Linked DNA regions of Mus musculus: regions 2 and 3 are each linked to region 1. The links are chromatin contacts, called in public HiChIP or PLAC-seq and promoter capture Hi-C maps. All regions are on one chromosome and are shown on one strand. The core of a region is the stretch at or near the end of the contact, and the rest is flanking DNA. Distances in the headings are between cores, read along the strand shown. Region 1 holds the start of Gmnn (geminin). Region 2 overlaps Cmah (cytidine monophospho-N-acetylneuraminic acid hydroxylase). Region 3 holds the start of Cmah (cytidine monophospho-N-acetylneuraminic acid hydroxylase).

Region 1 (4,561 bases), core at 1,682-4,181:
GCCATGTGTCTGATTCCTGGCTGAAACACGTGGCAGCTCTCGGCTTTGTAGATAAAGTTTTTTATACCATCTTTATTATCCAACATAAAACATAGAACATTCATTCATACAGACTGGACACGAACATACATGAATTGAACACGAGAACAGATTGGTGCACCGGACATTAGACAAGACACAAAAGGGAACAGAGTACTCCTGCTATAAGGCCCAGAGAGAAATTTCTCTCTGCTTTTTGGGACATTTTCCTCCCTTATGATGCATTTTTTATTAACTGGGGCAATCCGCCTATTCCTTTTAATAAACCCTTTCTTTTCTCACACCTCATGTAGCTTCAGAGAGCTACGGCCTACCGCCTATTACCCAGCTCCTCACTGCTGAACCTAAGTGAACCAGCGCTCGGGTTTAACGCTGTCTCAGCTTAGCCCATACCTTCTCCGGTATGAATTTCCTTTATCCTTTATTTTATGGAGCTCCGAACCAGCAGCGTCTCTTCCAAAAATCCTTTGCCGTTTCTCAGTCCCGCGTTGGTTCGCCAATTGTTGTGTCCGGCCAGCAGACCACAACCTGGGTTCTAGCCTGGAAAGGCATTTTGGAAACCTGGAAGAGAAGAGGGGCTAGGTGGCGAGAGAAAGGAATGTAGCCAAGACAGTTATTCTGATCAAGGCTCAAATTTTATTGTTGCGACACTAGTTATGAAGGAAGGGGGAGGGGACCCGATTCCCGCCGAATAATCTCGGGTCCAGTAGAAAGGTGCACGTGTGTGGCTCCGCAGGTTCCAGCAGTGGGCGTGGCAGAACGAATGAGCAAGAAGCTCCACCCCTGAGCAAGCAGGTTTCAGGCTGGGGGAGGGGAGACTACAAATATATATATAGTTCTAGAGAGTATATACTTACAGAAAGTTTCATAGGTAGAGTCCCATAGGGTATGCAGTTTCTCCAAGATCTGCATCTCATCTTTAGGTGGAAAGGGTAGCCGCTGTTCCTTATGTCACTTTTCTTTTTCTATTCTTTACATTCACCTCTCTCTCTCTCTCTCTCTCTCTCTCTCTCTCTCTCTCTGTGTGTGTGTGTGTGTGTGTGTAGGTCAGAGGACAACTTTTAAGAGCCAGTGCTCTCTTACCATCGGGTCCTGGGGATGGAATTCACATGGTAAGTCTCTGCAGTAAGCACTCTATCTGCTTAGCCATTTCCTTAGCCTCTCCCTCTCTCCCCCTCCCCTCCCCCCGTTCCCTCATTTTGGAATAGGGTCTCCCTACATAGCTCAGGATGACTTCAAACTCAAGATCCTCCTGCCTCAACTTCCCTAGTGTTTGGATTACAGGTGTGAGCTATCATACCCAGCTTCAAATTGCATTTCTTAGGAAAAGAAAATTCTTTTAAAACTTTGAGTAACAGCCTCAGTGTGGTGTTGGTGCACACCTATAATCCCAGCACTCGGGATGCAGAAGCAAGCAGATCTCTATGAGTTCGAGGCCAGCCTGTTCTACAGAGTGAGTTCTTGGACAGTCCAGGCTACACAGAGAAACCCTGTTTGAGAAGCAAGCAAGCAAACAAAATAATCCACAAAAATTTGAGTAGGAAGAATCTTAACTTTCCCACCAAGAACTTTCTTCCTCATCCAGACCTGAAGTCCAGGTCTCACTAGAGAGCATGAGAGAGCAAAGGAGAAGTCGCCAGTATTCTGAGGGCAGAACACATATGCAGTTCCTCTGGAACTTGCCAGGGGACTTGAGGCTGAGAGGTGATAGTGTGGTAACTGGCTGGACCATAGAATACAGGTTCTCTGTGGAAATGGATAGAATATTTTCCCATTGAGCAGGATTTAGTGCTGGCTAACATGCAACATTTTGTATGTGTACAAATGCTTGGCCTGCATGTATGGGACCTGCTGCCCCCCTTCCCCCCACTGCCATACCTTCCCGACTCTGAGGACTGTACGCTTAAATTGTGAGCCCCGACAAACCCTTCCTTAAGTTGCACTGGTCAGGTATTTGTTACAGCAACAAGTAAGGTGACAAATACATTGACTTTTCTCAGCCTCTAGGCCATCGCGGTTCCCTTGGCCCTAGTTCTGTTTCCTTCTAAATTGTTATTGACTGATAAAGCAGGTTCTGGTGTTAGCAACCCTACTGCATTCTGTCTATGTAACCTGGCTGGCTTTAAACTTATATTTATATAGCCAGCCAGGAAGTCCTTTATAGAGGTTTCCTGTATTGCAGCCCTCCCTCCTTTGTTTAGATTTACTGAGGTATAGTTTAGGTTTTTCAAAGTTGCCTGTGTGATGCATATTCATCTTGGTGTCCATGAAGGGCATCAGATCTCCTGGAACAAGGGCTATGGATGGTTGTAAGCCACCATGTGGGTGCTTGGAACCAAACCCAGGTTTGTCCCGTGCAAGAACAAATGCTCTCAACCAAGGAGCCATCTTGCCAGTTAATTGAGGTCTAGTTCAAATACAGTAAAAGTCATCTGTCTTAAGTATAGAGTTAAAATTCCTCAGCTTCAACTTTTTTTGTTAGCTTGAAGCGGGCCCTTGCTATTTCTAGTGACTGTCACAGTGTGACTTTTGAGTCATCACGTTTCGTCTGTTTATTTGCTTCCTTTAGTGTGTGCGCATCTAGGTATGCATGCTTGCATGTATGTATATTAAAAACTAAACACACAAAATACCTTGGAAAAAATATATGTATATTCTCGTGTTTGCCGCTAGTGAGAGTCTCTTTTGTCCTCGCCGGCAGACACTTGGAGCCGGAAGCGGAGGGTCAGACGGCAAGGTCAGAGGGCACACACTCCTAAGGCAAGAGGAACCTCGGTGACCTCTTCCAGAGACTGCACGCACCTTGGCTGGGTGCGCAGGCGCACGGAAGCCACGGGCGCGGTGGGCGGCGGCGAGAGGCGATTGGCTGAATGCCGAGGCTCCGCCTTTCGGCGCGTCAGCTACCGGGTCGGCGGGTTAGTCTGCAGGTTCGGGTCGTTCTGGCGTCGTTGAATCCGGTGTGGTGCCAGGGCCTTGTGCGGCTCTCACGCTCGCCGGGAACTGAGCATTGCTGTCTGTGAGTCCGAGGGCGCGGGAGACCGAGGGCGGGGCGAGTGCAACTCCGGCCGCGGGATCGCCGGGCTGGCCCGAATGCCCGGCCTGCTTCTCAGCCACGGGGAGCCGGCCTGGGAGGCGACGATTTGAAGGGACCCGAGTCTGGGGACTTGAAAGGGACCCGAGTCTCGGCCCGACTGCAAGGCAAAGCTGGGCGAGCTGAGACGAGGGGCTGCGCCATTGGTGAGGTCGGTTTTGGCGCGCTCTGGTGTTCGCTCTTCCTATTGGCTGGCGCGCGCCGCGTTGGGCGGGGCCGGCGCGCCCGGGGAAGTTTGCTGCCTCGGAGTCCGGGCTGATTGCACGGCTAGGGGTTGAACTGGGTGTAGATCCCTCCCGCCTGCTCACCAACTGCAGCAAACGCTACTCCTGGGACAAGGGCATTGAGTCCTGCGTCTGCTCTCCCAGTGGTGCCGCTGTAGGTGATAGTAGGTTCTCCGACACTGTCTCTGTGCTCACGACTCACTAATGATAGCGGGATCTTGGCCCACTGCCTTCGTTATCCAAGTCTGGGCCTGGTGTCAGTGCTCAGTCTCCTGCACCCAGGAGGTTGAGGCAGGAGGTACAGGAGTTCAAGGTCAGCTTTGCCCACTTAGCCATTTAAAAAGAAAAGAGAAATACATCAAAGCCCCTGCGAATAGGTTTCCGATCGGGTTTTTTGTTTGTTTGTTTGTTTGTTTGTTTGTTTTTCCGAGACAGAGGGTTTCTCTGTGTAGCCCTGGCCTGGAACTCACTCTGTAAACCAGGCTGGCCTTGAACTCATGAATCCGCCTGCCTCTGCCTCCCAAGTGCTAGGATTAAAGGCGTGTGCCACCGCTGCCCAATTTTTGTTTTGTTTTGTTTTGTTTTGTTTTTGGCGATCGGGTTTTATTAACTTGAAATAGAATAGGAAATAACAGAACACCACTCTGGCTGGGCTATAAGTTGTTTATATTTGCATACATGGGTGAGTGCCAGGGCACAATGTAAATTTTTAATTACATGTAAGTAAGAGGTGGGGGGTACAGTTTACCGTTCCCCCTAGCCTCCTTTTAAATTCAGCTTGGTCTTGTGTTTGCTACGTAGCTGACTATAACCTTGAATTCTGGTTCTCTGCCCAGCTGCTGGTATTATGGACTTGTGTCTGGTTATGCAGTACCAGGAACTGAGCTGAGCCTTTGTGCATGCTTGTTATGCACAGTACTCACTGAGCTCGACATCTTGGTTGGAGCCAAAAGATCTTGGGTTTTGTTTTTGTTTTTGAGACAGGCTCTTGGCTGCGTAGCCTAGGCTCCCATAGGCTCCTATCTCCACCGTGTTCCAGGATTGCAGTCATGTGCATGATGCTGTTCTTTAGGGTGAATGGGCCCAAGTGTCTGTTTGGCTTTTCCCAGTGCCCTTTTCTCAGGTCTTTTTGAGATCTCTGTAGTTTGTACAGGACACTGTGCCATTGTTACAGATAGTGGTTCTACCATAAAGTAGTAAGATTTTT
Region 2 (4,622 bases), core at 1,132-3,631, 360 kb after region 1:
TTCTAGGTGGGAGGTAGTAGTACCCAGCAATTGCCAACAGTTGTTCAGTTGTTGAAAATAAACAACTCTGTATATGTGTGTGCTTGTGTGTGTGTGTGTGTGTGTGTGTGTGTGTGTGTGTGTTATCCGTAGATTCAAGGGGAGCTGGGAGGGGGCTGGTGACATGACCCAATTCCAGAGCTTAGGTGGGGTAGTGAAAAGCTACATGCAACATCTCCCATAGGATGTTCTGCTTGTTAACTCTGGGCTTCTGCTACCCAACTCCAGATAAAAACATAGTCTCTCCAGGAGCTCCTGTAGTACCAGAAACTTATCCCAAGGGAGAATGCTTCTTGGGGCCTGCCACTGGGTTTCTAGATGGATTTTTGAAGATGTTCCAAGCCTTCTACTAAGAAATCTCCCCTAGACTGATGGACAGTGCTGGACAGAGTTGGTGAACAAGACTGATGACAGAGTACCTAAGGACTGGGTAGATTAGAATGGCATGCCGTGGCTAACTAAAAGTGTAAAAATTGCATCTTAACCTTAAAGTCTTGGGGCTGGAAAACCTCCTCACAGGTTGGTGTGGTTAGAGAGAGTTTGTATCTGGGAGGAGAGGGTAATCATAGAGACCTATCAAGAAAAAGCTTCAGACGAGGTCTAAGAGAGTGAACAAATTCTCCGTTCTGGTTGCCCGCAAAAGGACTCACTTAAATCTGTTATCAAAATATGATTTTTTAAATTTAGATGTTTTGCTTTTTAAAGAATTTTATACATGAGTACTATATTTACATTATTTCTACCTCTCCTTCTGCCCCCTCCAAGTTCTCCCTTACTTCTCCTTACTCCCTCCCAAATTCATGATCCTTGTTTATTATTGTTACATAGACAGATATAGATTATACACCCAATATATACACGTATTTAGGGCTGACCACTTCAGATTAGAAAACCTATCAGGGAGATCATCCCTGGAGAGATAAATTCTTCTGCTCTCTGCAGCCACTATTGCCTGTAGTTCTTCTCCTAGGGGTGGAGCCCTGGGAAATTCCATATCTGTGCTAGCATGTCACCTGGTGCTGTCCTTATGCAAGTCTTCATTAGACAACCATATTGATAAGATTTCATAGATACCACTTCTCGATCTTGTCAAGGAGATCTTGCTGCAAGTGTCCTGGACCTCTGGCTCTTGCAATCTTTCTGCCTGCTCCTTCCATGATGTTCTCTAAGCCGTAGTTATCAGGTTTGCATTGTAGATGCACAGATTGGGATGGGCATCTTAGTACCATTTATTCTTTGCCTTTTGACCAACTTGCAGATCTCCATAATAGTCTCCATCTGCTACTAAAAAGAAGCTACTCTGATTAGGCAGGAGAGCTATACTTAACCTGTAACTTTCATGATTTTTTTTTTTAATGGAGAAGATGTATATTTTGTTTCTTCTTGTTCTGCAAGCCTCTTGCTTTGCATAAAAGAGCAGCAGCCAGTGCAACATATTGTGAGCTTAAGGCAGTAGTCCTTCATATCACACTGTATAGCATACAATTTATTCCACTCCCAGACATTTTCTTTTTTTTAAAAAAAGATTTATTTATATGAGTACACTGTCACTGTCTTCAGACACACCAGAAGAGGGCATCAGATCCCATTACAGATGGTTGTGAGCCACCATGTGGTTGCTGGGAATTGAACTCAGGACCTCTGGCAGAGCAGTCAGTGCTCTTAACCCCTGAGCCATCTCTCCAGCCCAACCCAGACATTTTCAATGGGAAGATTGTTAAGTCTTTTGACATAAACCCAGGGGTAGACATAGACAAGTTACAATATTATATGTGTTGGGAGCAGCCTTTAATCCTAGAACTTAGGAGGTAGGGGCATATGGGTTTCTATAAATTCAAGGCTCTTTCTCAAACAAAAGCAAAAAACCTAACAAAACAAAACACCCCAAATTATGTGAGACTTATAATAACATTGCTATCCCAAAATACAGAATTCTTAGAAGCACTTTTTACTGTAGATAATACCTTGAATTCTGAATAACAAAGCCTAGTCCCTGGTCCAAAGACTGAGTCTAAGGCATGATCAAAAGAGAAGTGCATAATGTTTACCTGCACCCATTAGGAAGTTTGTTGGCACAACACACACACACACACACACACACATACACACACACACACACACACACACACGTATATATTGCTATTTCATTGAATTCTTCTATCTACCACTCTTTCAATCCTTATTACACTCTAACCCTTTCAACCCCACAGCACTGGGTAGGTCAGGCATGGATCTCCTTAGGCTGCTTCCTGCTAATTAGAGGCATCTGGTCTCTAGGGGCAAGACAGAGATCTTCCTTGTCAGAATATCAATGTCCAGAAACCCAACAATGGTAAACCAGCAATCTATTAAAAGCAACAGCAGGAAGCAGCAGCCACCACAGGCCCTTGGGGCTCTTCTGTTTATACCTTCTCCAGAGTCCTCAGAATTTAACTATCTGCAACTGGCAAGAATCATGCCCCTGGTAGTGCAAGAGGAAAGTCATAATCACCTGCTGTGACACAGCCTCTTATTCCACACCTGGGATTAAAACAAAAACATATTCACATAGCATAACTGAGTCTTTAAAGAAACCAGAATTCTCATTACAGAAGCTGTTTTTTTTTCCTAGCAATACTATTGAGAGGAGGTTACACACACACACACACACACACACACACACACATACACACACACATACACACAGAGAGAGAGAGAGAGAGAGAGAGAGAGGAGGGGAGGAAGGGAGGAAGGGAGGGAGGGGGAGGAACAGGGATGGGGAGGGGGAGAGGAGGAGGGAAAGAGAGGGGGGAGGAAGAGGAGGAGGGGGAGAAAGAGAGGGGAATGATAAAGATCATTTAGCCTGTCTATCCACTACTATTTGAAGGCAAGCATGCTGGAGCAAGTTACTTCACCCCATATATTTGAGGGTAGCATAGAAACTCCCCAATGGATTTTACACGTGCTCCCTTCAGCAATGAGTCAAGGGCCTCATGGCATCATCTTGATCATCTGACATAACAGATGCTCTGCAAACACTTCATTAACTACAGTTACTTCTCCCAGCAGAGGAGCATTCACTGGAAGCATTCACACTCTCTGAGCAGTAAACTCAACTTGCTTTTCAATGTGTCCCAACTTCGGGCAGACTATGTAAGCATCTTCCAGTGACTGCTGTACAACGTTGCTGCTTCCCACCCACTATTACAATAACATTTTCTGTTGTCATCTGTTCATGGCCACCCTGAGCTTTGCAGTGAGAAGACAGCACACCTGATGTGCAAGGTAACAGAGTTCTGTGCCCAGGGCCACCAGGAGTGTGGCAGGGCCAGCACCAGGACAGTCAGGCAGCAGTCAATGTCCACTCGCTTCTTGCTACCCACACAGACAGCAACAGGATCATAGGGGTTCTGTCACTTAGCTGTGCCACTGCTACCAAAATAGGACCTTTGACATTTAACCGACCATTTCAAAAATTAATTGCATGAGACACCTTGGTGGTACACTGTAGCCTCCCCTCCCCCAGCTTTAGGGTTCCTCTGTTTACACCTGGATGGAGCTTGCCTGCTCAATCGTTCTGCCACGCCCACTGCTGGAACCTGCCGCTTTGCTGTTTGGAGCCATCCACGTGGTCACCCTGCTACTGGTCCCCCAGACTATTTGGCGGGAATCGGCCCCCCCTTCCTCTCCTACATAACTGCGTGCTGATTTAGTAAAATTGAGCTTTGATCAGAGTTGCTTTTGACTTGGCTCCGTTCTTTCTTCTGTCCGTCTAGTTCCTCTCTTTCAGCCCGAGCTGCCATCTCAGTTGAACCGTTCGTTTCGAGCTGCTGGTTGGCCGCAACAGTACACGCCTTTAATCCCAGTACTATCTAACTGCAAAAGAAACTCACTGAAGTATCTAGAACATGCCCCAGATTTTGGGTTTTGTTTTTTTTTTTTTTTTTTTTTTGCCACATTGGACTTTTAAAGCCTTCTCAATGATATTTACATTATGCTCTGATATTTTAGATGTACATACTATTATTTTCTTTTGCAAAAAGACCTATGTTTGAAGGAATACATTTGCGATTAAAGATTGATTGCCTAGGTCCCTGAAGGAAGCAGTCACATCGCCACGGGTTTAACTTTCTGAAAATTAGCAAATGATGATTCTAAGTGAAGCTATGAAATCTTGGGGCTTTGACTATTCTTATGTATGTGTACAGGTACGTATCGTATATCATATCTGCCTGTGTGCTTATGATTGCATATTGTTTGTATAGTTCCAAATTAGCTTATAGATAAATCAGCACCCACTAAAGTGTAAATTTAGCACAAATGCCCTTTAATTCACATGATTTAAATATATGTGTGTTTATACAATTTTCCAATTTATTTCTATTTTATATTTTATATATAAATTTTTATTTCTGGTTTTATTGAGACAGGGTCTCTCTAGGTATCACTGACTGTTCCTTAGAGATTTACCTGTTTGGGATCAAAGCTACCATTCTTAGCTATGTGAGCATAGTTTTGGAAATATGATAATTTAAGTTTGTTGCTGAAAGAAAAGTAAAGATTTTTTTTAGTTGCCAACTAGAGAGACCTTTCAACAGTTAGAT
Region 3 (4,087 bases), core at 128-2,627, 430 kb after region 1:
CTGCAGAAGGAAAAACTATCAAAAACAAAGATGGGATCCTACAGTTCCTTGAAGCCCTCTGGCTGCCAATGAGAATGGCAATCATACATTGTCCAGGCCATCAAAAAGGAACCACGGCAGTCACCAGAGGTAAGAACTTGGCTCACAGAGCTGCCAAAGAGGCAGCCTTAGAGGAAACAGCTGCCTCCGTGTTAGCTGCAACTTTACCAGAACCACCCGACCCCAACCTACAGGAATGCCCAGCCTACACGGAGGAGGAGGTCAAATGAGCCAAGAGTCAGCCCATGAACCAGTGTTCAGAGGGCTGGTGGCAGATGGCTGAAGGTAAGCTAATATTACCTGCCCCCCTAGCAAGGTCTATCCTCAAAAAAATCCACAGAATCACTCACATGGGAGTGAAACGGATGGCAGATACAGTGAGACAATCTAAAGTGATTTTCAGAAAAATGCAGCGTACTGTCGAAGATGTAATATCAAGCTGCAGAGCTTGCCAATTGACCAACACCCACAGCACTGCCAAACATTCTGGCTTATGTCTGTGAGGATAGAGACCAGGGGACCTACTGGGAAGTTGATTTTACAGAAATCAAACCAGGAAAGTACAGCTACAGGGACTTACTAGTGTTCGTGGATAGCTTCTCTGGGTGGACAGAAGCCTTTCCAACAAAGACTGAGACTGCAAAGGCAGTGGCTAAGAAGTTGCTGGAAGATATCCTACCGAGGTATGGATTCCCTCATATGACAGGGTCAGACAATGGGACAGCATTTGTGTCCAAAGTAAGCCAGGATGTAGCGAGATATATTGGGACAGATAGGAAGTTACATTGTGCACAGGCCCCAAAGTTCAGGACACGTAGAAAGAATGAATCAGACACTTCAGGAGACCTTGACTAAATTAGCCCTAGAGTCTGCCATAGACTAGGTGACACTCCTTCCCTTTGTGCTTACCAGTTAGGACTAACTCCTTTTGAAATCATGTATGGTGTCCCTGCCCCTATTGTCCCTAACCTTCAGTCAGTAGCCATTGCAGAATTAGAAGGTTATGAAATTCATAACGAAGGTCAGAGCAACTCAATGGGTTCACGAGCAGGGTTGGTCTAAACTGTGTGCCCTCTATGAAGCAGGCCCCAGTTCCAGAGCCCCATAAGTTTCAACCTGGAGACTAGGTCTACGTGAGGCAGTTTTGCCAGAAAGCGCTGGAGCCTTGTTAGAAGAGACCCTACATTATCCTGCTAACAATTTTAACAGCTGTAAAGGTGGACTGTATCACTACTTGGATACACTGCACTCACCTGCTGATCTGTTCTCTCCAGAAGAAGATCGCTAGACTTCACAGCTGCCACTGCCAGAATGGAGGGTCCAAAAGGGCACTCATCCCTTCAAGTTAAAATTAACTCTGTCCTAAGCTTGCTGTTTTTACTGGCTTCATGCACTGCTGTTCCTAGCCCATGTCTCCATTCAGAGATCAAAAACTCACACCAGCCTTATGACTTGACTTGGACAGTTGAGAATCCTGAAACGGGTTACCGGGCCCAACCTCCTAATACAAAAAAGTCACTTGGGACCCGGTGGTTTCCAGATTTAACCTTTGATCTGTGCCAGCTGGCTGATAACTCATGGCCTGACACCTAACAGACTTTATGGCATTCATATCCACCATGTCGGTGAAGAACTTTATATATGTCCAGGACAGAAAAGGACTATTACATGTGGGGGTCCAGAACAATTTTACTGTACTTCCTGGGGGGTGTGAGACATCAGTTAGAGGGCTAAAAAACCTGGGGAGTGTCGAAGGAAGACCTTATCACAGTTGGCAGGAAGGGGAGCAGGTCTGAAGTTTTACTGAGGTTTACAGACAAAGGGAAACAGGGAAGGGTTGGGAAGCTGAGAGGTCCTGGGGCCTCTGACTCCATGTCAATGACTCCATGTCATTGGAGGGATTAGTCCAGGCCTCCTCTTCACCATCAAACTTGTGGTAAAACCAATTGTGAACCCCCTGCGGGTGGCTGTAGGACCAAATCGGATTTTGGCAAACCCTAAACCAAGAGGTCTTGCCCCGAAAAAACCTGCGCCAAAGCCCGTCCTTGGACTGCTGCCCCCTCCCCAAGTCCTCCCCCAGCAGGGGTCCCCAGCCCCAGGATCTTTTTTGAATCGCACAGAGCTGGTAGATCTGCTCTGGTCAATGATGCTAAAAACCTTTCAGATTTTGAACGGCTCCCGGCCAGAGCTAACCACCTCCTGCTGGCTGTGCTCTAATGCCAGACCCCCTTTTTATGAAGGTGTTGGATTTATATCTAGATATAATAAGTCTGAGAGAGACACTGCATGCAGATGGTCCCAAGAGGTCCAGCCTTAATCCTGCAGACCACCATATCAAGACAGGGGACCTGCCTGGGGAACATTCCCTTGTCACATCAGCACCTTTGTAACCAAAAAACCCCCATGGTTCATTCAAACTGGGTTATTCCTACCCACCCACCCACCCCTGAACAGGCTTGGTGGGACTGTTCAACAGGGTTGACTCCATGTGTGCACGGAGAGGTCCTTAATTCCCCTACTGCAAAAGAGTTCTGTATTGTAGTTCAGTTGGTGCCACGCATAACCTATTATTCAGAAAAAATAGTGCCAAAGAACCTAATAGGGCATGTTGGGGGAGACCTCATGAGACAGAAGAGAGAACCTATTTCCCTAACTTTGGCTGTAATTCTGGGAGCAGGGCTAGCTCCGGGATAGCAGCCCTAACGTTGCAAGAGAAGAACTACAACAGCCTTAAATTAGATATAGATCAAGACATCCAATACTTAGAAAAATCCATCGCATACCTAGAGCGAAATGTAGATTCTCTGGCTGAGGCAGTTCTTCAGAACAGACGAGGGTTAGACTTTGCTCCTGCAGCAGGGAGGCTTGTGTGCGGCTCTATGAGAAGAATGTTGCTTTTAGGTAAATCACTCTGGAATAATCAGAGAATTACTAGCTAAGGTTAGAGAAAGCATAGAGAGGCGCCAAAAAAGAACGAGAAAACTCCAAAAGCTGGTATCATTCACTATTTAATACTTCCCCATGGTTAACTACCCTCATTTCTACAATTACAGGGCCCCTGATAAGTCTTCTGTTACTGCTCACATTCGGGCCATGCATAATCAATAAGCTTTTGCTGTATATAAAGCAGAGATTAGGGAGTATTCAATTGATGGTGATGAGATCCCAGTACCAACCAGCTAGCACAGATGATTTAAGCCTATAAAGAGTCCAAGATTGGCCTCTGGAGTCACCAAAAAAAGGGGGGAATAGTTGTAACCCCCAAATTACTGATAACATGAACACAAGATAGCTGCTTCTTCTCCCAACAATAGTATCCTTACTGAGAACAAACAGAAGCTCTACTGGGGACATCTACTACCAAACTCATGCTAAGTAAGGTTCCCTTCTAGGTTCTGTGATGCAGCCATGAATCTAGCTACTTCTACCCTGTTGCAGATACTGCACTCACTAAAAGAAGCATGACATTGAGACTCAAGAAGGCAGTAAGAAGCAAGACCATCTTGCCAGATGGGCAGTGACCGTTTTCTGATGCATGGGTCCCCCATCTGACTCAAGAAATTAGCCTGATATTTTCTGCAGGGTGAAGTTCTTTCCATGTAACAGTCACAACTTTGTTAGGCACAACCCAGGCCTCTAATCCTAACACTTGGGAGGTTCCCACAAGAAGATGGCTGTGATCTAGGCCAGCCTGGCTACACAGGGAGACCCTGTCTCTAAAGAGTAGTCATAGAAATGATAGTAATGAGACTGGAGTGGAGGCAAAGCTCTGGCAAAGCTCTGGTTTGGAAGATAGGAAATACATGCAGCAATGGGAAGTCCTTTCCAGAACATATTTTATCTATTAGCATAATGGGTGAAATTCACACTGAGCCCAGTCCTCTTGTCTTGTTACCTTCCTTTGCTTGTGTGTCCAGGTTTCCAGCAGCAGCAATCTCAGCCCCTCCACATAAGCTGGGCATCCTTAGAACCACAACAACAGGAACAATGGCAACCAAAGCTCAGAGCACAGAGCCAAGAAATAGCAGAGACAGTAAACACAACCCAC

Evidence for each region. Promoter capture Hi-C pulls out the DNA fragments that hold promoters and counts their contacts. HiChIP or PLAC-seq counts read pairs in DNA pulled down with a chosen protein or histone mark.
Region 2: a contact with region 1 is called in an H3K4me3 HiChIP or PLAC-seq map of the 230-238 cell line, with 15 read pairs. The contact joins the enhancer-like site here to the promoter of Gmnn in region 1. A contact is called at or near these places in 2 of 39 promoter capture datasets (hippocampal neurons and pre-B cells), 3 of 484 Hi-C or Micro-C datasets (B cells, erythroblasts and regulatory T cells), 6 of 115 datasets of contacts at active chromatin or transcription factors (the 230-238 cell line, the SCID.adh cell line, bone marrow-derived macrophages and 3 more) and 2 of 9 other capture datasets (adipose tissue and liver).
Region 3: a promoter capture Hi-C map of liver shows a contact between it and region 1, with 3 times the contacts expected there. The contact joins the promoter of Cmah here to the promoter of Gmnn in region 1. A contact is called at or near these places in 12 of 39 promoter capture datasets (the 3T3-L1 cell line, the C10 cell line, the HPC-7 cell line and 8 more), 4 of 115 datasets of contacts at active chromatin or transcription factors (bone marrow-derived macrophages, large pre-B cells and pro-B cells) and 1 of 9 other capture datasets (liver).

What each region holds. Positions count from the first base shown.
Region 1 is chr13:24,760,307-24,764,867 of GRCm38.p6, reverse strand. It overlaps Gmnn (geminin), which reads left to right and starts at 2,931. Exons shown (of 7, transcript NM_020567.2): 1 at 2,931-3,055.
Region 2 is chr13:24,401,015-24,405,636 of GRCm38.p6, reverse strand. All of the region lies in intron 2 of Cmah (cytidine monophospho-N-acetylneuraminic acid hydroxylase), which reads right to left. Among named protein-coding and RNA genes, the nearest start is that of Gm11342, 27 kb to the right of the region's middle. Within about 2 kb of position 2,381, at least 35 of the 459 cell types and tissues checked have an H3K27ac peak or open chromatin away from gene starts, as enhancers often do. A contact at or near this core is called in the 230-238 cell line, B cells, the SCID.adh cell line and 3 more, where this site is marked.
Region 3 is chr13:24,324,694-24,328,780 of GRCm38.p6, reverse strand. Cmah (cytidine monophospho-N-acetylneuraminic acid hydroxylase) reads right to left here and starts at 1,377. Exons shown (of 17, transcript NM_001111110.2): 1 at 1,293-1,377.